Regions from separate parts of the Danio rerio genome. Here region 2 is linked to region 1. A link is a contact called in public Hi-C data. All regions are on one chromosome and are shown on one strand. Each heading gives the region's core, a stretch centred on a gene start, on an enhancer-like site or on the middle of the called end of the contact. The rest is flanking DNA. Distances are from core to core; before and after follow the strand shown. Region 1 overlaps map4k2 (mitogen-activated protein kinase kinase kinase kinase 2). Region 2 overlaps men1 (multiple endocrine neoplasia I).

What was found. A called contact is a pair of places that touch in the nucleus more often than the background predicts.
Region 2: a Hi-C map of an unstated tissue shows a contact between it and region 1, with 6 times the contacts expected there. The contact joins two enhancer-like sites. A contact is called at or near these places in 2 of 18 Hi-C or Micro-C datasets (caudal fin and an unstated tissue).

Annotation. Positions count from the first base shown.
Region 1 is chr7:17,636,603-17,641,450 of GRCz12tu, forward strand. It overlaps map4k2 (mitogen-activated protein kinase kinase kinase kinase 2), which reads right to left. Exons shown (of 32, transcript NM_001040358.1): 14 at 1,386-1,444; 15 at 311-357; 16 at 182-220. Among named protein-coding and RNA genes, the nearest start is that of nitr6b, 20 kb to the left of the region's middle. Within about 2 kb of position 2,994, at least 5 of the 62 cell types and tissues checked have an H3K27ac peak or open chromatin away from gene starts, as enhancers often do.
Region 2 is chr7:17,669,971-17,674,818 of GRCz12tu, forward strand. The region is part of intron 7 of men1 (multiple endocrine neoplasia I); the gene reads right to left. Among named protein-coding and RNA genes, the nearest start is that of map4k2, 7.5 kb to the left of the region's middle. Within about 2 kb of position 3,006, at least 16 of the 62 cell types and tissues checked have an H3K27ac peak or open chromatin away from gene starts, as enhancers often do.

The DNA.
Region 1 (4,848 bases), core at 1,744-4,243:
AAAGCACAATGTCAAAATGATTTCTGAATGTCTGTGCAATGGTGTTATAATAAGAAATAAAGTTAAACTGCATTATAAGGTTATATGTATACACAAATACAGTATTTTGTGTGTGTGATATATACTCCACAAGATGGCGTACAAAATTCAGCATCAAAAAAAAAAAAAAAAAAAAACGTACCTCTGCTGTAACTCCTCCTCCACACACTCCAGAAGACCCCTGCAGAAATGAATAGTTAGGGTAAAAACATAAAAAATAAGCTTTAAACATAATACAACAGCAAGTCCATTTCAATTAATCAGCACTTACGGTGACTCGGGTTCATCTCCAGATATGCTCCAATCATCACATGATCCCTAATGACGGACATATACAGTTATTAGCCCTCCTGTGAAATTTGTATTCTTTTTCAAATGTTTCCCATGTGATGTTTAACAGAGATTAGTTTCAACATGTTTTAAACATTATAGTTTTAATAAAAAATTCTAATAACTATGATTTTTTCTTTTGCCATGATGACATAAAATTTCACTAGTTTGTTTTGCAAGACACTAGTATTCAGCTTAAAGTGCGATTTAAAGGCCTAAGCAAGCAGCTTAATCTGCTTTACCAGGCAAGTTCTGTAGAAAATCGATTTCTTCATAATAATGACCTTAAAATTATATATTCTTTTATTAAAATACACTTTTATTTCAGTCAAAAAATAAATTACGATTAAAATATATTAATATATATATATATATATATATATATGTCCTTGCTTTGTTAAACATCATTTTCGGCAGTTTTAAAAGCAGTTTTTAATTTTTAAACAATTTTAAAGACAAAATTATTAGCCCCTTTAAGCTATAATTTTTTCGATTGTCTACAGAACAAACCATCATTATACAATAACTTACCCTAACTAGCCTAGTAAACCTAATTAACCTGGTTAAGCCTTTAAATGTCACTTTAAGCTGTATAGAAGTGTCTTGAAAAATATCTAGTCAAATAATATTTACTGTCATCATGGCAAAGATAAAATAAATCAGTTATTAAAAATGAGTTATTAAAACTATTATTTTTAGAAATTTGTTCTCTGTTACAAAAATCTCTCCGTTAAACAGAAATTGGGTAAAAAAATAAACAGGGGGCTAATAATTCTGACTTCAACTGCATTTAGACTTTTTCCCAAAGAAAAAATATAAGCGAAAACTGTGAAAAAAAATCCTTGCTCTGTTAAACAGCACTTGGCAAATCATTGAAAAGTAAAAGTTTTAGAGAAGAGCTTATAATTTTTCCAATATATGTGATTGAAGACACACAAAATGCACAAAAAAAGTAGTTTGAAGTTTGTCTGACAAAATGGGTCACAGAGAGCATTAATGAGAGAAATAAAACTGACCAAGTCAGGATAGGGTTCCGTCTCTTTCCGTCTGGGAGGGGTAAACTTGACTTGGTCAACTGAAACAAATAACAAACACACATATAACACAACTGCATATTTTTCAAATATATATTTACTACAATTCAAAAGATTTTTTTATCTAAAATTTTGACCCTCTGGTTTCCCCCACAAGTCTAAAGACAGGTGCTATAGGTGAATTGGGTAGACTAAATTGGCCATAGTGTATGTGTTTGAATGAGTGTGATTTCCCAGAGATGGGTTGCGGCTGGAAGAGCATCCACTACGTAAAACATATGCTGGATAAGTTGGCAGTCCATTCTGTTGTGGCGACCCCTGATTAATAAAGGGGCAAGAAAATGAACGAACAAAAATTTTGTCCAAGGCTGAATTCTAATGATAATATTGCTAAAATACTAATTAGAATAGCATATTTAATAATAATATTAATAATAATACATTTTATTTGTAATGCGCTTTTCTTATACTCAAAGCGCTTCAGGCAAAACACTAAAACACAATGCAAGCAAAACAGCACAACAATAAAAGAAGCAATAAAACAATAAAAATATGAACCATAAGATAGAAATAAAACGTTAAACAAAATGATCATCTTAAATTAAAAGCAACGCTAAAAAGGTGAGTCTTAAGAAGTTTCTTAAAACAGTCCAGAGAGGCAGCATTCCTAATGCTGATGCATATTTCGGGCTTTGGCAGATTATATAATGTCAATAATAGCCATAGTCAATGCCATAGTCAATAGGGCATTCAATATGTCTTTCAATGTGATATTACTTTGACTGGGTCACAGTGAGGACTAAACCAAAGCTATTAAACTCTGCACTGCTAAAACTCCTTCTAAAACACGAACTAAAGAGAGTACAAAAACTCCCAACATGACAAATGACAAATATACATATATATTAGGGCTGACCAAATTCCCTCCATCAGCGCCATTACCCATCGTGGCCTCCCAATCATTCTCATTCACTAAATTGGCTCTATCACTGTCTCTCCTCTCTTTTGTAACATTCTAAACATCTATCCTGACACTTTTAATAGATTGAGTGCAGTCTTGCTGAGTACACTGTGATAATAACTTAAAGTTAAAAAGTGAAATCTCTGTCATCGTTTACTCACCCTTCACTTGTTTAAAACCAATTTGAGTTTCTTTCTTCTGTAGAACACTAAAAAAAGATGTTTTGAAGAATGCAATTTCAATTAGCAATTACTCTTCAAAATTTCTTCTTTTATGTTCAACTAACCTCACGAGAGACAGGAAATGGTTAACAAAATTAAAATTTTTGGGTGAACTATACCTTTAATTATCTTCCTTTATGTAAAAGTGAGCTTGTTGTCTTAAATGCACATGTATGTGTGTGTGAGAGACCTTTAAAACTTGAACATCACTTCCTCAGACACCCTAAAGAAGCTTCATTGTCCATCAGTCTGCTTTTCTGCCTGTGAATGCTGTAATCTTACAGTCAAGAAGTGTGACAAAGGATTCTCAGTAAAAGTGGCATCAACTTGCCACACGATCACACACACGCACAGAGCTCTCTGCTTGGCCTTGAATGTAAGCAGTGGATCAGTGAGTGTGTGTGAGGGGGAGGGAGATGGACATGCCATAGACGTGTGCTAAACAGTACCAGCTCTATGAGTTTGACATCACTAGCGTTATGCTCAATAGCCGCCTTGTTGCCTGAGTACTGAACATACATACATTAAACTGTAATCATGCACACGCTAAAAATCTAAACACACACACGAACTTCGCAGTGACACTGGACTTACAGCAGAAAACAAACTAAAAGATGAACATGTGATGTGATCATATATAAACAAGCTAAACATTTTAAGTAAAGTTTATTTATAAACTAATTTCGAGAGAATCACTTGATTATGATTGCCTGCGGCTGGTCCCACATTATTCAATTTATGATTCACCAATAAGACGATTCCTAAACCACTATAAATACCCATAGTTCCATATAACAGCCATCTTCGTTTTGAAGAATCCCCTCTTCCACCCCTATTCCTCCTCCTTTTCTAAATGAGTGGCATGGTAGGGTTAGCACTGTTGCCTCACAGCAAGAATGTCACGGTTCTAGTCCTTACCAAGCCAGCCAACATTTCTGTGTGGAGTTTACATGTTCTCCCCGTGCTCACATGGGTTTACCCCGGGTTCCCCGGTTTCCTCCCACCGTCCAAAAACATGCAACTTAAGTTAATTGATGAACACAAATCAGCACCACAGGCATGCTCTTAATAAGTAGCTATTTCTTAACAGCAATCACTATCTGTTCATTAGCTACTACAGCAGGGGAGTTTGCGAGATTTACCTAAGCTCAAACACCCCTCTCGCCTTGCACACAGGAGGGAGCCCCAGGCTCGAGGATCTTATGAGCTCAGGGCTCTCTCCCCGGACAGCATGCTAAACAAGCTTTATAATCAATCATCAGCTAAGTGTGAACTCTTGGAAGAGAGGGAGATTTTGGGTTTATTGCCATATCAGCGTCCTTGTCTGTTTCATAGCAAAAACAAATAAAATTTGTAAATAACACTTTTATAAAAAAAAGGATTTATAATACAGATAAATCACGATTAATTGCATCCAAAAGAAAAGTTTGCTTTGAATTAAGATATTTTGTATATATTACATATATTTATTATGTATATGTGATACACACGCATACACAAAAACAAAACTTTTAAAAAATATTTAAATTTATATTTAATTTCTATCATTCACACACACACACACACACACACACACACACACACACACACACACACACACATATATATATATATATATATATATATATATATATATATATATATATATATATATATATATATATATAAAATCTACTTATGAGTATATATTTTTTTTAAATATGTGCATGCAAGTGTATATTTACAGTTATAGTGAGAATTATTAGCCCCCCTTTGATTTTTTTTTTATTTTTTTTTTTTTCCAAATTATGTTTAACAGAGCAAGGACATTTTCACAGTATGTCAGATAATATTTTTTCCTCTGGAAAATCTCTTATTTGTTTTATTTTGGATAGAAGAAAATCAGTTTTTATTTTTTATTTTTATTTTAAGATCAAAATTATTACCCCCTTTAGGCTATATTTTGTTTCGATAGTCTACAGAACAAACCATCATTATACAATATTTTGCCTAATTACCATAACCTGCCTAGTTAACCTAATTACCCTAGTTAAGCCTTTAAATGTCACTTTAAGCTGTATAGAAGTGTCTTAAAAAATATCTAGTCAAATATTATTTACTGTCATCATGGCAAAGATAAAATAAATCAGATATTAGAAATGAGTTACTAAAACAATTATATTTAGAAATGTGTTGAACAAATCTGCTCTCCATTAAACAGAAATTGGGAAAACAATAACGAGGGGGGATGGGGGGGGGGGGAGCTAACAGTTCTGACTACAAC
Region 2 (4,848 bases), core at 1,756-4,255, 33 kb after region 1:
GGGAGGCTATAACAAGCTGTCTGTATAAACACACAGACATACAGTACCACACAGTCTCTCATTCAAACACATTCGCAACAGGGAGAGCTTACGCTGAGCGGAGCAGAAAAAGGAAAAAAAAAAAAAAACGAAAAAAAGAAGCACTTTTCCGACAGTCCCTTACTGAGAGCTCCTCTCAGCGCGAGCTCTCCTGGCTAAACACATATTGCGAGGGCTCAAACGGAGCAGCGCTCGTAATGTCGAGCGAAAAAAAGAAAGACAGCTGTGAAACATAACCAGCTTTGTCTTTTTGTAGGAAACACACTTTAGAAAGTCCTGGACTTTCTTACTCAAAACAATCTCATGGACAACAAGCAATCCGGCTTTAAGAAAGGCCACTCAACTGAGACTGCCCTGCTCTCGGTCGTGGAGGATCTCAGACTGGCTAAAGCAGACTCTAAATCATCAGTCCTCATTTTGCTGCACTTGTCAGCTGCTTTTGACACTGTCAACCACCAGATCCTGCTATCTACGCTTGAGTCACTGGGCGTTGCGGGCACTGTTATACAATGGTTCGGATCTTACCTCTCTGACAGGTCATTCAGGGTGTCTTGGAGGGGAGAAGTGTCCAACCTACAGCATCTAAACACTGGGGTACCTCAAGGCTCTGTTCTTGGGCCACTTCTCTTCTCCATCTACACATCATCTCTAGGACCAGTCATCCAGAGACATGGATTCTCCTACCACTGCTATGCTGATGATACCCAGCTATACCTCTCTTTTCATCCTGATGATCCCTCGGTTCCAGCTCGTATCTCAGCCTGCCTGTTGGATATTTCACACTGGATGAAAGATCATCATCTTCAGCTGAACCTCGCAAAAACGGAAATGCTTGTAGTTTCTGCCAACCCGACTCTACACCATAACTTTTCAATCCAGATGGACGGGGCAACCATTACTGCATCCAAAATGGTGAAAAGCCTTGGAGTAACGATTGATGACCAACTAAACTTCTCTGACCACATTTCTAGAACTGCTCGATCGTGCAGATTTGCACTCTATAACATCAGAAAGATCCGACCCTTCTTATCTGAACATGCAGCTCAACTCCTTGTTCAAGCTCTTGTTCTCTCCAAACTGGATTACTGCAACTCTCTACTAGCTGGGCTTCCAGCGAACTCTATCAAGCCTCTTCAACTGCTCCAGAATGCAGCAGCACGGGTTGTCTTCAATGAACCTAAACGAGCACATGTTACTCCGCTCTATTCCGTTTGCACTGGCTGCCAGTTGCTGCTCGCATCAAATTCAAAACTCTGATGTTTGCCTACAAAGTGACTTCTGGCCTAGCACCTTCTTATCTGCACTCACTTCTGCAGATCTATGTGCCCTCCAGAAACTTGCGTTCTGTGAATGAATGTCGCCTCGTGGTTCCATCCCAAAGAGGGAAAAAATCACTTTCGCGAACGCTCACGCTCAATCTGCCCAGTTGGTGGAATGAACTCCCTAACTGCATCAGAACAGCAGAGTCACTCGCTATTTTCAAGAAACGACTAAAAACTCAACTATTTAGTCTCCACTTCACTTCCTAATCTGCAATTGCCTCTTTGAATATCACACTAACTGTACAAAAAAAAAAAAAAAAAAAAAAAAAACTACTAATACTTCCCTTCTTAGACTTTACAGACCTGAAACTTGCCTTTAGTACTTATTCATTGTTGCTCTTAGTTGTGTAAATTGCTTCCTTGTCCTCATTTGTAAGTCGCTTTGGATAAAAGCGTCTGCTAAATGACTAAATGTAAATGTAAATGTAGATCTTTTTAGGGTAAGAGGTTTTTGAGTTATTGCCGTCTATAACTGAATGTGTGTCAGGAATATCGAAAACAAAACCAACTGAACCGCGCTCCTTTCTGGCGCCCCCCTGGATATACAGCACCCGTAGCATTTGCCTATGGTGCCTAGGCCACGGACCGGCCCTGAGTTGGCTGAGTGTTATAAATACTCGCGCTCACCTCCCTCGCGACAGAGCGCATAGGAGATAAATGACGTCACTACATAATAACCGGTTATGATTATTACTGAACCGATAACTTATTGTCCGCATCTGCATCGTGGTGCACCGAAGAAACAATTAATTTTGACATTCCTAATTCAAAACATTCTGTCTATCGCAAGCCTTTGCTTTTATTTCAAACACAACATATCAGTCTGTTGCGGGAGCGTTGCTAGGGTCGAAAGGGATAAGGGGCTTAGCCCCAAAGAAGTCCTTAAAATAATGAATGAATGAATACAGTGCAGTGGCGGGATTTTTTTCACACCATGTAACAACAGTGTCACTCCCACCTGCCAGTAGAAACAGGTACTGCTAAACAACTGACTATTTAATTACCCGACACAAACACTGCATTAAGTGGAATGCGGGTGATGTATGTGCTAATTTTAAGCACTTGGATAACAAAATAAATGTTATACTTCCTATTTTTATTTAAGTGCAACATATTCTAAAAGATCAGGGGCTTTTGATAAAACATCAGGGGCTTAAGCCCCCAAAGCCCCCACCTTGCAACACCACTGCTTTGTTGGTGTTGTCAATCTGGCAACCTGCTCTTGCATGTCTTTTGAACCAGAGTTGCAATACCTAGTACAACCACTGAGTGTCAAACTTGCATACAGCACCTTTAAAATGTTATTAAATTGTATATGGTTTTAAGAGTTAAATGGCAGCCTCCTATGATCAACACATCCATGTTTATGTTTGTATATGTGTGTATAGACATATATTATCATCAATAAAACCTATATAATCATAACTGTGTTATGATGCAGAAAACCTGTCAACCTGCCAGAAAGCCCCGGATTAAACAGGCACAAACAAAAAAGCACGTCAGAGAAACAGAAGGTAGAGATAGCTGATGTTGTCATGAAGGAAAAGGATACAGGAAGAGCAGGAAAAGGAAGTGGATGGGAGTGAGCTGTAGTTCTAGGCATGCTTTGTGCAGACATCCTTCTGGACATTAGACTATAGTATTTTTAGCCCTCTGTCCACTGCACTGTGTGTTTAAAGGGAGGAAAGTACAGATTGTCTCTCTCTCAACAGGGACTGATGCCAAGGCTGAGACAGGAATGAGCTTTCTAAAGACAAGCAGCATGAGGCAACACAGACAATGCTGGCAAACCATGTGTTTTCCATTCAGTATGAGCATCAAGGGGCTTCACAAGTTATTATGTTGTGTCATTTATTCATTATTATGGAGCCGTAACAGAATCTTAGTGCAGAGATTGATTTGGCCATTTTTTACCTAGAAAGAAATTACAAGCAATAAGAGGTTTCAAACGGATCAAATTTGTCAACAGAATTTAAATGGATGCATCACAACACTGCCCCCTGCTGTTTTAACAGATAATAAACATAAAAGAAATGATGAATTCCCAAAACAAATGAAAACTTACTTATTATTTACTTTCCAAAAGCTCATAAAAGTTCCAAACTTTCATAAATCTCTTTGTTCTGTTGAACATAAAATATTTTTTCAAGAATGTCCGTAACCACTGACTTCCATATTAATAACAAAATACTATGAACAATGACTATCAATTGGTAACATGCTTCAAAATATATTTTCTTTGTGTTTTTTAATATTTCTAATATTCTTATATTCTTTTAAAAAAATTTCCTAATTATTTTATAATTTTATTGAACGTTTTTAGTGCAAAAACATGACATAAAATTTACATCGATCAAAAAAGATAATATAACTCGTTCATGTAATTTGAAATTTTGACCCCCACATAAAAAAATATAATAAAATAATAATAATAAATATAATTAAATTGTAATTAAATAAATAAACAAACTAATAAAACAAATAAATAAATAAGGACATAAAAAGTAAATTATTTTATAAATCTTCTTTGGGTTTAACAGAAACACAAATAGGTTTGGAACATGACGAAAGACTTTTCATTTTTGGGTAAACTATGCCTTTAAGGAAATGTATTGACGTTAGAAATTAGAATTGCCTCAGGGTAGATATTTCAGATTTCCTATTCACTTAAATAATGAAATTAAGAAATAAAAACTGCACTCACTCCTATTTGTAAGTATACACTCTTGGCATACCCAATTCTTCAACACTCAAAAGATTTTAAAGAGCCCCTATTATGGATTTTTTTTAAATGGCCTGGAAACATCCAGCTGAGGTTTAAATCTGAAAGTGCTTAAAACTACTGATTCTTTAATAAAATAGTCGACTCAGACTCGAATAAATAAATTGAATTGGATTCGGATCTTTTGCTTACGCATCGACATCGATCCGGTACATCATCAAATATAAAGTGCTGGATACGGTAAAATGTGAATGTGCCTTTCCCTTTAGATGCTAGTGGAGCGCGGCAGATAACGGCACTGGACCATGACATGAAGTAAACGATCACTAACAGATGGAGATTCGGCTGTAGGAAATAAGCGGTTAAAGTTCATTTTCACAACAACACCACAGTATAGCCAACCTAGTGCTGTGTCCTAGTTCCTGTCATTTTTCTGATGATCGATACAATAACCTACAATGCGGGATTTGTCGGCCGTTTGCTATTAAAGGAAGGAGCAGACTATTATGTATGGGACTTTGTCAGTAACTGTTATAGTCCATATGGACCAGTTTCTTCCTCCTCCAAATCATATAAGTGTAAAAAAATGTTTTGCCTCGTTTTGTGTGGTTAGCAAAATATGTGTCTTCAACTGTTGCTCTGCGCGGCTTGTAATCACCTATGTATTATACATCAGTGCTTGTACTGTATCTCTCAGGTTAAATCTGTGTGGGTTATTCACATATTGTATCCAAAACCATGTTGAAAACACGACGCATGCTTTTT